Linked DNA regions of Solanum lycopersicum: region 1 is linked to region 2. Evidence: chromatin contacts called from public HiChIP or PLAC-seq data. All regions are on one chromosome and are shown on one strand. Each heading gives the region's core, a stretch centred on a gene start, on an enhancer-like site or on the middle of the called end of the contact. The rest is flanking DNA. Distances are from core to core; before and after follow the strand shown.

The links. HiChIP or PLAC-seq counts read pairs in DNA pulled down with a chosen protein or histone mark.
Region 1: a contact with region 2 is called in an RNA polymerase II HiChIP or PLAC-seq map of leaf, with 5 times the contacts expected there. The contact joins the promoter of LOC101260951 here to the promoter of LOC101264836 in region 2. A contact is called at or near these places in 2 of 8 Hi-C or Micro-C datasets (both in leaf) and 1 of 1 datasets of contacts at active chromatin or transcription factors (leaf).

What each region holds. Positions count from the first base shown.
Region 1 is chr7:5,641,320-5,644,019 of SLM_r2.1, forward strand. LOC101260951 (TBC domain-containing protein C1952.17c) reads right to left here and starts at 1,404. Exons shown (of 5, transcript XM_004242773.5): 1 at 407-1,404. The coding sequence starts at 576.
Region 2 is chr7:5,478,094-5,480,793 of SLM_r2.1, forward strand. LOC101264836 (protein trichome birefringence-like 14) reads left to right here and starts at 1,391. Exons shown (of 5, transcript XM_010325046.4): 1 at 1,391-1,549.

The DNA.
Region 1 (2,700 bases), core at 154-2,653, 160 kb after region 2:
AAAACAATGACACAAAAGATAATCCAACTAGTCAACTGCTAGCAACATACTATTCTTTAACATCAGACAAGCAGGTAAACAGATCATCTCAACACAACAATTATGTTAATGATGAACACATCTCAAAAGCAAATACAATTGTGTTTATATAAATAGATAATCAAATTAGTCAACTGCTAGCAACATACTATTCTTTACCATCATACATCTCCACACATCACCATCAACATCATCAGCACAATTGTACAGCCTCCATTTACATCATATCTCAAGTTGGGTTTTCCAATTTTTTCAGAAATCAACAAAAAGTGTAAAGTTTCATCTTTTTATCACAACAAACAAGAAAACCAAAAGAAACAAACATAACAACCCCAAAAAGGTCAAAAGAACAAAGCAGATTCTATACCTTCTACGTGAGTTAGCGGTAACACGACGAAGATCATCAATGGTTGAAGATGGAGAAGAAGGCAAAATCCCCAAATCGATACGCCACTGGACACCTCTCAGATCTCCAAAACGACGAGACGACTCCTCCACCACCAGAACCACTGTTGACTCAATTGGACCAGCTGCCATTTTTTCCCTACCAAAAATTCTCAGCTAGGAAAAAAAGGAAAATTCTCAAACAACCCCAGCTGCTCAAACCTCAGCAAGAATCAATCAAACCAATAATCTGAACAAAAAAATTTGAAATTTTTGAAGACCCCATTTGCTAAATCTCCTTAAATATACAATTTTTCAACAGAAAATTAAGAAATTAGAGCCAAAATTCAAGAAAAATATATATATAAAGAAAAAAAAAAGCTGAATCAAAGGGTTAAGATTTTTCTGAGAAATGTAAAAGGAAGAAGAAAGAACAACAAGGAATTCAAGAAGGAGAATTGACCTAAATTTAGGGGAGAAAGAAATGGCAAAAAAGTTTTATAGACAAGAAATGTAATAGAGTGATGGGTATTGGGTGGTCATTGGTCTAATCTTTGAAGAATATTTTTGATGAATTTTATTTTTTTTGTTAATTTTAGTAATTTTATTTTATTTGGAAGAAAGAGAAAATCTTGGTAGACAAGAAAAAAGGATGAGAGAGAATAAAGGGTGGAAAATAAGAAATTTGTTTTTGTTTGGTAAATACAAAAAGGGGAATAGAAGTAAAAAAAAAAAAATTGTGGAGTGCAAGTGCTTGACTTATGCTTTTGTGTGTTTGTTGCAATAGGTGAGTCTTAGGGGTCAAGTTGGGGTTGGTGTTAGGGGAGAGGTGAGTTTGAGTTGTTTTCGTGTATTAGGTTACGTGATATGAATATAAATTAATTAGGGTTAAGATGGATGTCGGGACATTAAGAAGGAAGGATATTTTCGGAGGTGAAAGTTTATGGAGAGATACGTTTATGATTCATGAACGTTAGAAAGTCGTACATAGACATTGAATATTTCTTTTCATTTAAATTGGTAAGTTGTAAATTGCTTAGATCTGATTATTATTTATTAATGATAAAATTATAAGACATGAGTTTCGATGATGATTTCATTAGATTTCTACATCTCTCATTTTATTTTTTATTCAATTCATCCATTTAGAACAGAATTTCAAAATTGTTTTAAGTATTATTTTACATGGTACAGATTTTAAATTAATTGGGATTCTAGATGAAATATTGAATTAACTTTTTCAAGTGGCGTGTAGGATGTCGAGGAAATAAGTTGTCGATTTATGTATTATGTTACATGACCTAGGGTTAGGGTGGATCCCTAATCATTAAGAAGAAAGGATACTGTCAGAGACGAAAGGTCATGAAAAGATGTTGTCTCTGATTCATGGATACCTTGTCGAAAAATTATAAATAGACATCAAATATACTTTTCATTTGCATTTATCAAATAAATTTGAAAATGCTCAATTACAAATTATATAAATCTGATTATGAACTATTTAATGATAAAACGAATAAAATTTCGATTTTGATCACGATTTCATTAGGAAAATCTCTCTTCTTCTTTTTCGATTCAAATCCTCCATTAACGTTGAGGGAGAGATTTCAAAGTTGAGTTGTCCATTCATATATTATGTAATGTGATGAAAATTTGAATTAGTTATGATTTTATATAGATCATAGATACCGAATAAATATTTTCACTTTCATTCATTTAATAAAATTTAAATTGTCAAATCATAAAAATCTGATCGTAAATTACTAAATGACAAGATGAATTAAAATTCAATTTTTACAATAATTCAATTTTTAAAATTCAATTTTTACAATAATTTCACCAAAGTGTGGGATCCAAAATTAAGTTTTTCATTATGTATTATGTTACATGATACAAAATTAAAATAATTGACAACTATAAATTTCCTCATTGACACTCACAAAATTAAGTTATATATTCATGAATTATGCAATACAAAATTTATATAAGTTAGAATTTTAATAAAACTATTGAATATAAATTTATGTATTTTCATTCCGTAAATGAACTTTAATTATTGAGTAGTAAATTATAAAATGAATAAGATCTAAATTTATGTTGGCTTATTATTTTTAATATGTTAAAAATAATGACAAGAAATTATGAACAGGGGATTTTGAGCATATTAAATATCACTAATTATTATTTTTTGTATTTTTCTTTAAGAGGTGACGTGTAGAGGACAAAATTAGATGAATTTACCAACTTAAAAAGAATATTATTGTTCTAGTTTTCTTT
Region 2 (2,700 bases), core at 141-2,640:
AATTTATTTTTTTGTGAAATCTCTTTGTATTTAAGTTCATTTTTTTTGTCCATAGCATCATCAAAACTATTTCTCCGTGGAAGGAGTTCAAGCTTTGAGAGATGGTGGCTAAAAAATGAGGAAGAAGATGAAAAAAAATAAAATAAAAATGATTAAATGAGTCTTTCACGCGCTGGTAGTGAGTGTATTACACTCACTATGCCATATCAGTAAAAAGTGTTAAATGACACAACGAGACATGACATGAGGTGTCTAAAATGAACAAAACTTAGGTAAGGTGTCTAAGTGAAAATTAGTGTCAAGTTTAGGAAACCACTGATGGATTAAATAATCATAACAACTTGAATGGGTATTTGAGAAATTTAATACTTTAGAAGCAGAAAGTACAATTGTTTTAAGCTGGTAATTTTAGTAAAATGGCAAAAGTGCCTTTGGTCGTTACAATTCTATAGTAAGAAGTTCTTTACTTTATAATATAGAGGAACATTACATAAAATAAGTATCACGTGAACTAGCCATATGAACTATAATATCTTAATATAAAATGCTTTAAAAAAAATATCACGTAAATTAATTTTAATTTTGAAGTAGATAGTTGATTTTTTGATTTTGAAAGTACATGGTTTATTTTTCGATTTTAAAAATACATGGTTTATTTTTCGATTTTAAAAGTAGATGGTTTATTCTTTTTAAATTGAAAATGAACATTTTGTGAGTGATGAGTAGCGTTCACTCAAGTTTCCAATCTAAAAACGAGATTTTCAATCCATTTTGATAATGGGCGCCAAAATAATGTTTTCTTCATCCTTTATAATCATCGCTCTATTTCCTCCCCTTCCCCTCACCCCCTCCCCCAACCCCAAATCTAAAAGTTCTAGTTTTGCTCTTAGATATATATATGTAATATCTATTATATATGTAATATCTATGTAGTCCGTCTGGTCTTGAATTTATTATTCAAATTTTCTGAGCGGATCTTTGTTTCTCTGTTGACAATGATGAGATAAAAACCTCAGTAATAGAAAATTGTATTACTGTCAATGAACAGTTGTTTGCAGATGTTTTTTGGTACTAAATTCTCTGATATGATAAGCGGAACTTGGCCTGATGATTTTGAAATCTCTCTGAGAAGTGCTAAGATTGCCGCAACTAAATCGAATTCTGACATATCTAATTTGAACCTCTATTCCTTTATGTGTCTAATAAATTATAGACTTAATTGAAATGTCCAAATAATAATTTCGAACAATTCGAAAAGACCATTTATATATATTTGATATTTGATATTTTTTTAAAATTATATGCTCAGTCAAATACCACGGAACAAACTAAAATAAAGAGAGTAACCCTCACTTTCCATATATCTACCAAAACACCAGATTTCTTCTACTTTATCAATTTGTCGGCCGAAGCTCCATTGTTCTGACCCGACCCGACCCCGACCCGACAATTCTCCATACGTATATATGTACATTTCACACCGATCTATCAGATAGTAGATAATGTGAACGGAGAAGGTCAGGGGATCTATCAGCATTGTTCAAAAAAGGTGATTTTTTTAAATACTTTTTTATGATTTATATCTTCATGGCTGTTTATTTAATTGTTGATTGAATTGATTTTGTTATATAAGAAGATGAAAGTTTGTATTTTTTTAAAAAATAAAGATTTGGTATCAAAATGCTGTGTTGATTTCTCTGTGATGTTGTCATTTTGTGACTTCTATTGAGCCAAGGGTGTATTACACCCACCCCACTTGTGGATTGTTGCTGCCATGTTGGGAGTAGCTTAAGGATAGGAATCAGTCAAATGGGTTTTTGTTGTTTTCAGTTATATTTTAGTCTGCTCCTAATTTATATAATGCTCTTGCTGGTAATTAAGATATTCTTCTCTTTTTTTTTTTTGGTAATTGAAATGATTTTGTTATAGAATAAGTTAAAAAAAAGGATTAAAGTTTGTATTTTTACTGATAAAGAATTGTGAAATAAAGGACAAAACTTGATTTGGGTATGTTGTTTTCTTGTGTTTTAGTTATGGAATTGGTGCTTTCTTTTGGCTGTAATGTTGCCATTTGAGACTATCTTTCGGAAAGTTAGCTTTAGGATAAGATTCTGTCAAATGGGCTTTCTTTATGTTTGTTCTTTTCTGTTAATGTTTTAGTCTACCCCTAGTTTATATAATGCTCTTCCTGTAACGTAGTTGATTCATCAGCAAATATGTTCATTTTTCATAATGTTTCTGTTTAAGAAATGAGCAAATGGTTTCATAGCATGAAAAGATTAATACCAAAGTGTGTATTCAAGATTGAAGTACCATACCTCATGTGATTGTGGCCTTGTGACAGTTCACAAAAGTCATATAGTGTCTTCCAGAATAAATGAGAAAATTCTAGGAGACAACACAAGAAGATAATGACCACTTTGAAATGCTGGATGCGACATATGATATGAATAATTTGACATCATGAAATATTATGTTGAATTCTCATGAATAACTTGAGAGGCGAGATGTAAATAATGTTTTACATTGAAACGACTAATTCTTAGATTCCTGCGACTGTGTACATGGCTCCCGCCTCTCGTATCCCTTTCATTATCTCATTTTAGAGGTTCAAAGAGTTGATAGAAGTTCTGTTAAATTTGAATATTTTGAACATTTTTGTCTGATTTAATAAAGTACATTGTATTTGGGTGCTTGAGT